2 separate regions of the Ovis aries genome follow, and region 1 is linked to region 2. Evidence: chromatin contacts called from public Hi-C data. All regions are on one chromosome and are shown on one strand. Each heading gives the region's core, a stretch centred on a gene start, on an enhancer-like site or on the middle of the called end of the contact. The rest is flanking DNA. Distances are from core to core; before and after follow the strand shown. Region 1 overlaps LOC105611804 (a long non-coding RNA gene). Region 2 holds the start of CDC73 (cell division cycle 73).

Region 1 (7,479 bases), core at 1,923-4,422, 320 kb before region 2:
GCTGAGTCCCTTTGCTTCCACCTGGAATTACCAAACATTAATCAGCTATAGTCCAATATAGAATAAAAAGTTTTTTTTTTTATATTGCTGAAAAAGATGAAAGAAATCAGCTACGATTTTAAAAGCTGCCCTGGGTTAAAAGGGTAATTAGTCTGGGTAATTCCAATTTTGTGAATTCTTTGAGTAATTGCCCGATTAAGGGCATGTGCATGCGTGCATGCTAAGTCGCTTCAGTTGCGTCTGACGCTTTGCGACCCCATGGACTGTAGCCCACCAGGCTCCTCTGTTCATGGGATTCTCCAGGCAAGAGTACTAGAGTGGGTTGCTCTTCCCTTCTCCAGGACAATTATGGACAAATGATTATTCAACTTGCCAACTGATTTCCTCAGTGTGCATCTACAATGTTTGGTTTTCCTGTAAGCTCTTCCTTTATAAATAGAGATGATATTGTTCCTTCCTTACTCTTTCTATTTGGGGGAGTAGGAAGAGCACTGAATCAGGATTCAGGAGAATCATTCTAGTACTAGAATGTCATCTACTAACTACTTGACATCAGACTAACCTCAGCACCCTCATTTTTAAAACATAGAGTAGTGCCATTCCCCTTTTCTATTAATACTTCATATAGCTTTATAACCATGAAATGAGATATTACACAGGAGAACAATCTCAAATTGTAATATCCTATATAAAAGTGAGGTGGTATTAGCAAGACTTTACAGTCAAAGCTAAAGACACTATTAGGGCCAACGAATAACTTGTCACAGCTTTATAGATCTTCGGTGAATTAGTTTTTAATGACTCCAAGTATTCATTTTTCCCTAACCCCATGCATATATATCTGTCAACAGTCACTGGCATGATGTTTCAGAAGCCTAATTCTTATTCCATGGAAGCCTGACAGGCCCCAAAAGGATAAAATTCTGGCCTATGTAAATGCCAATATCCAAATATACGATAGTGCACGTATCAAAGATTTCTAAAATGTATTTCAGAACAGCAAACTGCTTTCTCAAGTAGCAGAATTAACACAGATCTTGTTGATTTCCACTTCTCTAATTATTAACTGGCCACACTCTTAGAGCATCGTTTAGCAGTGACTTTCCTATTGACATCAACTTCATGACATTCTGGGCTTCCCAGTTGGCACTAGTGGTAAAGAACCTGCCTGCCAATCCAGGAGATGCAAGAGACATGGGTTCAGTCCCTGGGTCAGGATGATCCCCTGGGGGAGGAAAGGGCAATGCACTCCAGTATTCTTGCCAGGAGAATCCCATGGACAGAGGAGCCTGGTGGGCTACAGTCCATGGGGTCATAAAAACTGGACACATCTGAGCACTAGCTTCATGACATTCTGCATCTTTTTGCAAATTTCGCTATTAGGTTTTTCATTATATTTGCATTATGTTATTGTTAATTACCAGAACTTCTGTTAAACGGGGAGAGGGTTCTCAGTGTAAAATTGGTTTTCATTAGTGGATATCTTCCTGTTTGGATGGCTTTTGCATCCTTGTGCACTCAGTGTGGAGACTAATAATAATGAATAATCAGATAAGGAGGACGCCCTATTCCTATTTTGTTCTGAGAATAAAAATGAAATTATTTATTGAAATTCCTCAATAAATGCTGCTTCCTGGTATTTTTAAAGACAGAAGGCAGTAAGCAGAAGCCATTAGGCAGAAAAAGAAGAGATGAAGTAACCAGCCATGGAACAGGAAGCAGTGAGAAGGTGCTGAGTCACAGGCATGACAGGTGGAATCGCCCTAGGCTCCCAGAGCTGCCCCTCATTCTGAGCACTTGCTCAGAGTTTCCTGGCTCTCCATTCAGACTGTGTGTCCATCCTAACAATAGACTGCTATCACCCAGGGCAATGAGGATGTCTCAACCATGAAATAATCAAACATGCCAATGGGATCTCTGTTAAATTTTGGTCAACCAGACTTGCTTCTGGGAAGGTACTGACAAAAAAAGCATTCCTTCCACTGAACAAAAGAGTCCTTTCCTTTTCTGATTTAACTCAGTCTCTTTAACTGTCTCTTCCTTCAGTTTCAACAGAGTCCAAAGGACACTTTCTCCAAACTTCAAGGGAAAAATAAAAGTTTCTCAGTAATATAGTGTGTACAGCACTCCCCAACTTACAAAGTATTTTTTTTTAATTTCACATCCACAAGAGGAGAATATAAAAATAACAAACTCTAGGAGTGGAATCTAGGGATTTTCATTTTTAATGAGACTTAATGACTAGTTAATCCTTTTATTTCACTTGTTAAATGAAAATCAAATTCCAGTTTTACCATCCTAGGAATATCTGCACATCAGCTGAACTAATGCTACGGGTGTCTAATCGCTCTTGAAATCACACATGTATAAGCAATCTCTTGGTTTATCACATAACCTAGTATCATTCACGGGTTTTCTATTAATTAAATCATCATTTCATTCAGCAATTACACTGACTATGCAATTACCATGTGCCCAGCAAGGTATTCAAGGGTGGATTTCACTAGCTCAACCATCACCATCAGCTTTTTACAGACCATAATTACACAGCCAGGGTATCCATGAGGAAACCTAACTCATGACAACCCAAACTGGGCTTCCCACCGAAACATCAGTTCTACAGTGAAATGGTTACAGACTTAGAATTCCAATCCTGGCTCTGCCAGACTCACTCGCTTCTTCATCTCTCCCAGCATCTGTAAGATGGAGATAACAGCACCTACCTCACAAAGGTGTAACAGTAAGAGATGAAGAAAATGTATGTAAAGTGTCTAATCAGTGGTTGGTACATAATAGGTGTTCAATAAACAAAACCTACTGTCATTATTACTAAAGGGTCAGACTTTTTCCAAAGAGGATTGTTAAAAACTCCATTATCATTATCATTAATGTTCTCATTTTTCAAACAGAGAAGACTCAAGCTCAGAGAAGTTAAATCCTTCATTCATGTAACAAATGTGGCCAGCCCTTACTGTGTGCCAGACTGGGGCTGGTTTCCACAGGAACAGGGACGCAGAGGACAGAGCCTTTGGCTTCAAACACCTACTGTCTTACAGAGGAAACAGGGAAAAGCTGACGGCCCCAGAAGAGGGAAGCACAGGGCCGTGGTAGCACAGAAGTGAGCTCACTCCGGACGCAGGCAGTGGAGGAGGCTCCCCAGATGGGGTGTCCCCGCTGAGTCATGAGGAAGTAACGTGGCAAAAGCAGTTACCACTAGCAGCCTGGCTTTAATGAAACCAGACCCTTGTCTCAAGACCTGTGAACTTCCACCAGTACCACAGCTCCTTTGATTAGATTCGCTTAACAAGGGATTTGTTCAGTTCAGTTCAGTCACTCAGTTGTATACGACTCACTGTGATCCCATGAACCCCAGTACACCAGGCCTCCCTGTCCATCAGCAACTGCCGGAGTCCACCCAAACCCATGTCCATTGAGTCGGTGATGCCATCCAACCACCTCATCCTCTGTCGTCCCCTTCTCCTCCTGCCCTCAATCTTTCCCAGAATCAGGGTCTTTTCAAATGAGTCAGCTCTTCGCATCAGGTGGCCAAAGTATTGGAGTTTCAGCTTTAATATCAGTCCTTCCAATGAACACCCAGGGCTGATTTCCTTCAGAATGGACTGGTTGGATCTCCTTGAAGTCCAAGGGACTCTCAAGAGTCTTCTCCAACACCACAGTTCAAAAGCATCAATTCTTCGGCGCTCAGCTCTCTTTATAGCCCAACTCTCACATCCATACATGACTGCTGGAAAAACCATAGCCTTGACTAGACGGACCTTTGTTGGCAAAGTAATGTCTCTGCTTTTTAATACGCTGTCTAGGTGGGTCACAACTTTCATTCCAAGGAGTAAGTGTCTTTTAATTTTCTGGCTGCAATCACCATCTGCAGTGATTTTGGAGCCCCCCAAAATAAAGTCAGCCACTGTTTCCACTGTAGCACTTGTTTGATGGAAAAGTCTGTACTGGGTGGCAACAAAGGTGACTAGTTATAGTTATCTCATGAAAAGAATGGGATATAAAACAGACATACAGATGCCCAACTCAACCGACACCCAACATACATCTGATGTTCAAAACCAGGTACTGGACGTTCTGCTGGAGTTCTCGCCTAGTTCTCAGGCTCTCAGTGTGGATGCTAGTGATTCCTCACACGCCCTGTAGAAACAAGGAAAAACACTGCCCACACTGTGAATTCCACCAAGCAGCAAAGCCAGGCGATATTATTTGCCACCTCATGTGTAAATTCCCTGGTGGCTCAGATGGTAAAAGCATCTGCCTTGCAATGTGGGAGGCAGGGTTCAATCCCTGAGTTGGGAAGATCCCCTGGAGAAGGAAATGGCAACCCACTCCAGTACTCTTGCCTGGAAAATCCCCAAAACGGAGGAGCCTGGTAAACTTTATAGTCCATGGGGTCACAAAGAGTCGGACACAACTGAGCGGCTTCACTTTCACGTGTAAATTGTAATATAAATTCTTTAATAAATATCTGATTGTGCGTGTTAAGTCACTTCAGTCATGCCCAGCTCTTTGCAACCCTATGGACAGTAGCCCACAAGGCTTCTCTGTCCGTGGGATTTTCCAGGCAAGAATACTGGAGTGGGTTGCCATGCCCTCCTCCAGGGGATCGTCCTGACCTAGGGACGGAACCCACATGTCTCCTGCATTGGCAGGCAGGTTCTTTAGCACTAGCTCCACCTGGGAAGCCCTAAATATCTGCTTAGTACACATCAAGAGGAGCATCTTTTATCACTTGTAAGTGCTATGAATTCTATATTTCACTGTGCTTATTTGAAACTGTTTACAGTGGAAAATTTTTTAACTATTCCATTTAAGGTATCTATGTCTTTACAATTGAGTTTTTCTTTAGTTTTGAGTGCTTTCTTCAGCAGATTTGGGGATCAGAATTATGCTTGCTTCAGAAAAATTCTTGGGCAAACTTCCTGCCACCCTGTGCTTTGGCGCAATATAGGAATTACCAGACCCTTAGTGGTTTTATTCAGTTCACCTGAAAAATCCACTGAAGCCTGGTCACGACTCACTAAGAGCCGTGCTCCCGCTGCAGCACAGACTCACCTTCAGGTACCCTCTCAATGCTGCACTCCACACAGCCGCTGAGAGACACACACAGATGGGTCAGTTATTTTCAGCCTTTCTTTATTACATGTGGAATGTAAAACACAGAACAAATGAATAGACATGACAAGACAGAAACAGACGCACAGATACAGAGAACAAACTGGTTACCAATGAGGAGAGGGAATGGGGGTGGGGCAGGACTCATGAAGGGGATTAAGGGGGACAGACTACTGGGCAGAAAGGAAGATACAAAGATGTAGCTTACAGCACAAGGGATACAGCCAACATGTTATAACAACTTCATATGAGTATAATCTATACAAACATGGAATTGCTCTGCTGTACACCTGAAATTAATGTTGCAAATCAACTATACTTCAATTTAAAAAAGAAAGAAGAAATTAAGACAAGTCCTTTTCTATGTATGACTTTGACCACATCCCACATATTTTTATACGTGATTACTCCATCTTAATGATTTCCAAATAGCCTTTGAATTTCACCTTTATTTCCTCCTTGGCCTACAAGCTCTTCATTTAGCACACTCCCCACATAAAGCAAAACTCAGGAAACATATTATTAATATGTGGGCTTCTGGTACAGCCTCTAAAGCAATGTAATTTTACCCTCACACATGACCCTTATAGCACACCTCTACTGCTTGAAAAAAGAAACCTTCTCAGGTTACACTGAGGATGCCATCCACTTACTTCTCAAGAGATACCAACTTTACTGCCATTCAAGTGTGATAGGTTTTTCCTTCCTATCTTCCATCCTTTGGTCCTTTCTGTTTCACATATTCCCAAGTTCCATATTTCTCATATGTCAATGGCATAGTTTCCTCTTTTCCAGCAGTACTACAAAGCTTCCTGTTTTCTTTTCTTTTTAAATTTTTTCACATTTCAGTGGATTTGGGGGAAGAGGAAGAGGTAATTGCACAGGCTCAAGATAAGACCTTAAAGCAAAAATCCAGAATTTTTTAAACTCTTTCAAGTGCTACCCGATGGATCATACTCTTAATAAGGCTTTCCTACTTATTCTCTTCTTGAACCTAAGAAAATTATCTAAACTGATAATTGTACATATTAATATATTATGTTATCATAAAGTTGAACATTATAATCCAAATAATGCAATGGTGCTTATATGTGAACAGAAATTAAGAGCTTAAAAGCAGTACAAGTACAAAGGCAATTATTTTCTATCATTATGAAAGTTTTGAAACCCTTAGGAAGTGTCTTGTCCTCTAAAGTCTACAGTGCAATAGGCCTCAGTTCATTTGCCTGAGAGAAGCAAAAAGCTGCAAACTATTACATAATGATCCAAAACAGAAATTCCTAAAAACAAGAAACCTAAAAACAAGAAAGGTATAAAGTATACCTTTATATTAATTATTAAATTGTTTAAGACAAATATATATACACACATATGTACATACATATGACTTTGTTCAAATATATGACTTTGTTCAAATATATATTGTAATAGTGAAATAAGAACAAATGATAATACCATATGACCTTTTTAATCCTGTGATTCTTTTAAAACATTAGAAAAACTGTCAGATTTTTCACATGTTCATGTTTTAAATGGATAGACTGTATATCACTACCTAGTCAATTTTACTTCTAATTTGTATCTGTTAAATAGTTTTATAAAAAGTTTATCTGTTTAAAATAGGTAAAAGTCAGATCTTTAAGAAAAGTAACAAATAGATTATTCAATAAATTGCAAACAAAAAAATACTAACAGAAAGAATAGTAAGCTTACTTAAAAACACTCAGTGTTTTTTAACACAAAGCTCAGTGTTAACAGGGAAAGTGTGTAAGGTTACAAGAGGAATTTAATTACATATATGGAGGACATATGACTCTCCGGCACAAGTCACACAGGTAACAGATGCCAGATACCCTGGAAAAGTGACCATGCATTCACCCATTCATTCGTACTTCTACCCATCCACAGCCTTAGAAAATATTTATTGAGGATTCTCTATGCTCCAGGACACAATAGTTTTTAGAGGAGGAGGAGGAAGAAGAGAAAGAAGAAAGAGGCAGGGGGAGGAGAAACTGCCTAGTGAGGAATAGGGACAAGAAACTAAGCAATTATAATATGTTGTGGTAAAAACGGATAACCAACAAGGACCTTCTCTATAACACAGGGAACTCTGCTCAACGTTGTGTGGCAGCCTGGATGGGAGGGGAGTTTGGTGGAGAATGGATACACGTACACGAACAGCTGAGTCCCTTTGCTGTTTACCTGAAACTATCACAACACTGTCAACTGGCTACACCCCAATACAAAATTAAAAGTATAAAAAAATAAAATTATAGTCAATTATAGCTTCCCTGGGAGCTCAGATGGTAAAGAATCTGCCTGCAATGAAGGAGACCTGGGTTCAAG
Region 2 (7,628 bases), core at 1,147-3,646:
AGCCCTTTGACTGTTACAAGCAATAGATTATTAATGCTATATCTCACTACATTAAGTATCATTACGCTCAAGATGTGGAGAAATAGTACCCCCTCCTACACTGTTGGTGGTAATATGAATTGGTGCAGCCAGTATGGAGAGCAGTTTGGAGGTTCCTTAAAAAGGTAAAACTAGAACCACCACAGCAATCCTACCCCTGGACATATATATGGAGAAAACTCCAATTTGAAAAGATACATGCACCTCAATATTCATAGCGGCACTATTTACAATAGTAAAGACATGGAAGCAACCTGAATGAATGGATAAAGAAGACATAGTATGCAACGGAATACTGCTCAGCCAAAGAAATAATGAAATAATGTCATTTGCAGCAATATGGATGGAGCTAGACATGATCACACTAAGTGAAGTCAAAGAAAAATAGTATGACATCACTTACATGTGGAATCTAAAATATTATACAAATGGACTTATTTACAAAGCAGAAACAGGCTTACAGACATAGAGAACAAACATGGTTATCAAGGGGGAAAGAGGGAGGGGTAAATTAAGAGTTTAGGATCAGCAGATACAACCTACTATATGTGAAACAGATAAACAACAAGGACTTACTGTATAGCCTAGGAAACTACATTCAATATCTTGTAATAAACTTTAACGGAATAGAAAAAAAGAATAATTACCCTTCAAAAAAACCCACATAATTTACCCCAACAGAGAAACTGGTTTTGGTTATTGCCATAAAACTGAATGTTCCTGTCCTCCTCAAATTCATAAGTTGAAATTCTAATTCCAGAGTGATAGTACTAAGAGTGAGACCTTTGTGGGGGTGACTAGGACCTTACTCAAAAAAGACCTCAGACACCACTCTTCCCACCAGATGAGGATGCAATGTGAAGACTCAGGTGTTTGAAGCAGCAAGCAGGCTCGCACCAGTCTACCGGTGCCTTCATTTTGGACTTCCTAGCCTTCAGAACTATCAGGAATAAATCTGTCTATAGGACACCTGGTATACGTCATTCTCTTGTAGCAGCCTTAATGGACCAAGTCATCGTTTGTGTGGGAAACAAAGTTCAGCATCTTCTGAGGAGACTCTAATGACTCTCCTAATGTATCATAAAACCCTGACTTCCTTGAATTCCTCTGTGGTGAGATAGTCAAGTAGTACTGGATGCTCTGATACAAGTATAAATAGAGTAGATAGTACTGGGGATAAATAAAAAGGTTATTTTTAACATGTTTGGGGTGAAGTTTAGGAAAATTTACAGAATAGTCAAAATTTCTCAAATTCAGCTGCAAAATGGCTGAAGAGTGAATACAGAAAAGTGAACCACATTCTACAGATCTCTCTGCAGTGCACATAACGAAAATTGCTTTCTTTCAAATCGGGTAAAAGAATTTGGTTATGTCAATCACAAAGTCGACTTTTTTCCTTTTCTGCTATAGTAAGACATTTTTAAAAAATGGCCCATGGGATATGTTTAAGGTAGACATGCCACAGTAAACTGAATTTATATCAATAAACTGAGCTTGTGTTCTCTAACTCTCCTATTAGCATCTCGGAAGACAGCTATTAAACTGTAGCCCCTTGAGGCTGGCCAGGAGAAGGGGACAAGAAGGAAAAAGCCACCATCTAAGGAACTGAGAAGGGGAAGATCCAATATTTATGATTTTTTGATTTGCCTGATGCTTTTAGCTTCCATGTTCTCCATTAACCAATTGATTCTGTGAGAAGGTGTGTAACTTGACTGAGGTCAAAAGGCAGCTAACAAACACCAGTGCCCCGGCATTGATCTTTGGCCTAGGCGAGCCCACTAAAAACACAAAATAAAAAATAACCCCCAAAGCAACATCTTTCCCCAAACACCTTTCCCTTCTACAGGGGTTTATCAAGAGGCCATTTGTTAGGTGGGTCCAACCTCGTCGGGACGGCAACCTTGGCTCTGCAAACCTCTCACCAGGCTGCAGCCTGGTTAAAGGAGAGACCACACTGCACTGGCCAGCGGCCAACACTGCGGGCCCGTCGAGGAGCACCCATTGCGCGCTCTGGGAACTGACGTCCCAGATTCCCCGCGCAGGTGCGCGCGCACCTGTCGCCTGCCGCGTGCGCGCTGCGCGTGGTGGGGCGAGTCGGGGGCGGGGGAAAGGAGGATGAGGTCCGTGCTCCCGCGCGTGCGCCGGGCAAGGCTCCCCCGTACGTGCGCCGTACGTGGGCGCTGCGTCCCCGCGCCCTATGAGTTGCGGGCCGGGAGTCGGCCCCGCGCGCCAAGTGGGAGTCTGGGAGGGGCGTTTCCCGGGCGGGCGCGGCGCCCCCTGGCGGCGGGCGGCGGCGGCGGCGGCGCGCGCGGTCAGGCGTTCTCCGCGGGCAGCCCGCGGCGGGGCCTTGCCTCCTAGCGCGGGGTCCTCGGCGGCCTGGGTGGCTCCTTCCCCCGCTGCTGTCGTAGGCGCGGACGGCTGCCAGTGCGACTGCAGTTGGCTCGCGGCGGCGGCGGCGGCGGCGGCGGCGGCCGAGGCAGAGGGGCGGGGGGTGGGGGGGCTGAGGCGACAGGCGAAAGGGGCGGCGGGCGCGGCGGCGGCGGCGGGGCCCGGGGCCGGCGGCGGCGAGGGGGGCGAAGATGGCGGACGTGCTCAGCGTCCTGCGACAGTACAACATCCAGAAGAAGGAGATTGTGGTGAAAGGGGACGAAGTGATCTTCGGCGAGTTCTCCTGGCCCAAGAACGTGAAGACCAACTATGTGGTTTGGGGGTGAGTCTGTTGCGGCGGGGGGCAGGGCTGGGCGCCCCGGGGTCCCCCTCTCTCTCTCCCCGAACCCCTCCCCCCCGCTCCCCTTGCGGGTTGAGGAAAACGGGTGCTCCGGGGAAAAGTTTTCCCGGGAGCAGAAGTTGCAGCTCGTCTGTGAGGAGGGCGCGGGAGGAGCGGCGTTCGGAGGGGTCCCTCCTCCGCGGCTCCGTGTGGAGGTCTCTGCCCCTGTGTGTGGAGAGCCGGCCGGGTGCATAGGTGCATATAAAGGAGCGCCCCGCCGGGTCCTCGGGCGGCTCTTTTTGTCCTTTAGTTGTTGTTTTTTAAAATCTCTCTCGGAGGCTCTTCTGCGATGGTCTCTGCTGGCCCTTTGCAGCTCCTGGTCGGTTCCGTCTCCTTTCGCGATTCCCTCAAGCAGAGAGAGAAGGGAACCCACTCCGTCAGGTTAGGACGGGTAAGATTTCGGCGACCTGGGACAAGTCGTCGGAATCTGTTGGAGGTGAAGGCAGGGGTCTCCCTCAGGGAGAAAGTTCCTGCTGAAATGAAGTCAACTTTGCCATTCTAAGTGGGGAACGAATAGAGTGTGCGATTGTGTGGGAAATGTGTGTGAAGAGTGTGTGTCTGGGAATGTTGATCCCAGTGAGGGTTGCCCGAGTGTAAGTCCTTAAGGAAGACACCCGAAGGGAGATCTGAAACCTACACGGGAAAAGTATCTGAAAAAGAATAGATATATGCATATGTATTTCAAAAGAAAAATAGGTCTGATCATCATGAGGGGCTTTTTGAGTGAACCCTTCCTCTCTCAGTGGCGTTTCATTTGGATAGCTAGAGCCCTAGACGAAAACTTTCATACTTATTTTGCTTGATTGAATGGGAGCAGTGGGCTTTAGGAAGAGTTGATGAAAAGCTAGGGGAAGTTTAGTTCCTTGGGTTTTATTTATTTAATTTTTTTGGCATCTTGGGCTGCTTATGGTTTAATTAGCTTTGTGCAGATGGGTAAAATCATTCTGAGTTTTCTGGTTTTTTTTTTTTTTTTTCCTTTCAAAAGGAACTTGCACAGGCAGATTTACATTTTAAAAACAAATTAACAGCTTATGTGATGAAAAGTCTATTTGATTTGGGGAGTAACAAGCTGGAAGAGGTTAGGAGTCCTCTGCCCCACACATTGTGTAGGAGCTCAGCGCTGATTGGATTTTTAACTGATTGGTTTTTCTTTAAAAAATGGTTGAGTATTCACAGTGTAAGGCTGTTCAGTCCCAGAACTGGAAAATATTTTGAAAACCTAGGTCGGTGCCTCAAAGGAGGTTATCTCAATCAGAGTGGAAGAGATGACACATAACTTGATAAGAATCGAATTCCAGTTCCTAAAGAGAGCAATCACTTCTAACTTGGAAAGTTTTCATAGAAGTGTGTTTGGCCTATGGACATGCTAGGTTTTTCTTGAATAAATGAATGAACAAATGTTAAGGAGTGGATAGGAATTCTGAGGGCGAAGTAGTGGGCTAGGTCTTTCCAGCTGAGGGAATGGCATGCTTAAAGACCTGAGAGCTGGAAAGGAAATGTTTTGATAGCTGAGTGAAGCCAGTAGTAAGAAAAGAGTGCTTACAACAGTAGATTTCAAACTTTTGCAGCAGTGAATCACACCAGTACATGTATTTTGATTGAGTGTTATTCTCTGTGTTTAGGGAAATGCACACATATGCATGACATTAATATTTACCCTTACTGAATGCAGTGCATCCTGTTGTTTTTTTTTTTAATATATCACGATATCACGAAGAGATACAGCTTGTTACTCATGTATTATCTACTTCATAATACAGTGATTGATAAGTGATATGTGGTTTGAAGTATATTGATTTAGGGAAAAAGTGGAAATACAGCCTAGAAAAATAATTGGGACTGATTATATTGGGCCATATTCAGATGAATTTAAACAATACGTTGATATTTCTAGATGGGGAGAATGTAATAGGACAGTGGGATTGGACACTAACATTTGTTGAGCAAGTAGTAGTATGTATTTGCATGAAAGGGCTTGCACTCCTGGATGACTGTTTTATCACAGGTAGAATTAGTTTTGGTTTTACATCACTAGTTTAATTTGAGAGAAGTCATAAGAATCATATCTCTGAAGTTAATTGTAGTGTTAAAGAATGTTGGTAAGGGTGTTTTCTCAGCAGAATCTTACTTAGAAGACATGATAAGTTTCTTGTAAGTTTAGCCTAAGTGACTAGTATGCTTCTTTTAATCAGTTTGTTTCTCTTATGGATCCTTCCTAACTGATTAGGTTTCTCTATTAACAAAGCCCAGAAGCTAATTTGGACCAAATTCTAAGAAGTCTGTAGTAATAAAGTTTGAATAGTACTTTCCTTACCTCTTGCTTTTTGTCATTGTTTGCATTTGTGTGCCCAAATGACATTTTCACTTATTAGATTTCATGCTCTTAAGAATATTTTTCTTTGGATAGCACCGTGTGTGTAGATAATGCTATATGATTAAGCTCAAGGAGTTGTATTAGAATTGTGAGTAAAAATCTTGTCTTAATCATTTCAGGACTGGGAAGGAAGGCCAACCTAGAGAGTACTACACATTGGATTCGATCTTATTTCTACTTAATAATGTGCACCTATCTCATCCTGTCTATGTCCGACGTGCAGCTGTAAGTAGAATTCATTTAGAGACTTGTTTGAATTTGATAGTTGATCCTATTTGGTGATAACTTCCCTCATGAGTTTCAGATCAAAAGAATGAAAGGTTTATCTGTAAGAAAGTCTCCTGGAGGGTCAAAGTTAGATCAATTTATGTGGATTTTTAAAAATTTGTGTTTTTTTTTTTTTTAACTTGTGAGTTGTGGGTAACGTTTATAGTAGTAGGAGTTTCAGAGCTGTTTTTTAGGGATGTTTTAAAAATTATGTAAGCCTGTGGGAAGACCCTGATATTCAGAACTCTAGTTTCAGTTCAGTTCAGTTGCTCAGTCATGTCTAACTCTTTGCGATCCTGTGGACTGCAGCACGTCAGGCTTCCCTGTCCATCACCAACTCCTGGAGCCTACTCAAACCCATGTCCATCTTATTGGTGATGCCATCCAACCATCTCATCCTCTGTCATCCCCTTCTCCTCCGACCTTCAGTTTTGCCCAGCATCAGGGTCTTTTCCAATGAGTCAGGTCTTCACATCAGGTGGCCAAAGTATTGGAGCTTCAGCATCAGTCCTTCCAATGAATATTCAGGACTGAACTCCTTTAGGATGGACTGGTTGGATTTCCTTGTAGTCCAAGGGACTCTCAAGAGTCTTCTCCAGCATTACAGTGCAAAAGCATCAATTCTTCGGCACTCAGCTTTCTTTATAGTCCAACTCTCACATCCATACATGACTACTGGAGAAAAACCATAGCTTTGACTAGACAGACCTTTGTTGGCAAAGTAATGTCTTTGCTTTTTAATATGCTGTCTAGGTTGGTCATAGCTTTTCTTCCAAGAAGCAAGCATCTTTTTATTTCATGGTTGCAGTCACCATCTGCAGTGATTTTGGAGCTCTAGTTTAATCTCGAAAAAAGGATTTTTTGGCATCAAAAAGAGTCAGATTTAGTAGACAGCTTCCCCCCCCCTTTTTTTTTTCCTTTTTTCAGGGATTCTAGTTTCCTGACCAAGGATTAGACCCATACCCCCCTGTAGTGGAAGTGCAGAGTCCTTTCCACTGGACTGCTGGGAAGTCCCAGTAGACATCTTTTTAAAATGAATTTTTAATCAACAAACTTTCTTCATTATTGATAAATTTATTTGTTTTCAGATGCTTGAAAGGTGCCTGCTTTCTGCCTTAGAGTGCTTGAACACTGCTTCTCTGAACAAGAAATATATATTTAGTGTCAAGTGTGTATTTAAAAATGCAATATGTGGGGTGAAACTATTTGTGACTTGGGAAATTGTGGTATAAAATAGCAGCATCTATAAAGAGCAGCAGCTCCATAAAGCTCTGTTAACTCAGATCTTTAAAAATGAAATTTTAAAACACTGATTAGAATGTTTTGTTGAATAGGTCCATTCATTTTGAGGTAATAAAGATAGTCCACACTCTTTGTTTAGGTTTATATTATGTCTCTGGGGAATGACTATAGCAGGTAACTGATGCCATAATTGTTACTGTGGTCCTTAGGACCTTTGGTCACATAAGGTTTAACTATCATTTCTCTTGAATATTTGTTAGATTGAAAGGGTAGAATTTGGAAAGTCTAGGGTTCTACAAAGTTTTTAACTCCTTTGTTGCTCTTTTGAGCAGACCTTCTGAAACAACTTTTTCTGACACATAGCTCCTGTTTTCTGTTGGTGATAACGTAATACATAATTCATCAGAGACTAAATGATCGAGTATATTATCAAGCTTAGATACAGTAATTTAAAGAAAATTAATTCAAATCTTTTAACTGTTAATGGTAGTCCATGTAGACTAGTTTTTAAAAACAAGCCCAAAAAAACCTGGGCGCTCTTACTTGTTTATACTCATAAGCAGAAATTAAAATTTAACCTAACTTTTAAAAGACAAATTAATTTCAAGTGATTAAATATTGTTTATCTCGTGTCATCAAGGTGTATGTGCAGAATATTTGGTGCAGTTAAATATGGTCAGTATTCAGTATAAGGTAATTGGCCAAAATATTAAGGGTGCTTATTTGTTGTTGCCCATATAAAGTAACAGAGTTTATAACTGTATAATCTGGTAACCAGCTTTTCTCTGTACTCTGCTGTTGTTTGCTTACATTATGAAAACTGGGGAAAACTGTGGTAATAACACAATTCATTGATTTTATCGTCCAAGGATGACTTGGTGCCTAAAGTATACTGTTTTATTTGTTTTGCTCATCTCTTTACAAATTGCTAATATAAGA

What was found. Hi-C and Micro-C count contacts between places; a contact is called where the count stands out from the background.
Region 1: a contact with region 2 is called in a Hi-C map of blood, with 4 times the contacts expected there. The contact joins the enhancer-like site here to the promoter of CDC73 in region 2. A contact is called at or near these places in 2 of 16 Hi-C or Micro-C datasets (both in blood).

What each region holds. Positions count from the first base shown.
Region 1 is chr12:11,637,319-11,644,797 of ARS-UI_Ramb_v3.0, reverse strand. The region is part of intron 1 of LOC105611804 (a long non-coding RNA gene); the gene reads right to left. Among named protein-coding and RNA genes, the nearest start is that of RGS2, 15 kb to the right of the region's middle. Within about 2 kb of position 3,172, at least 4 of the 54 cell types and tissues checked have an H3K27ac peak or open chromatin away from gene starts, as enhancers often do.
Region 2 is chr12:11,316,565-11,324,192 of ARS-UI_Ramb_v3.0, reverse strand. It overlaps CDC73 (cell division cycle 73), which reads left to right and starts at 2,396. Exons shown (of 17, transcript XM_027976263.3): 1 at 2,396-2,749; 2 at 5,300-5,405. The coding sequence starts at 2,619.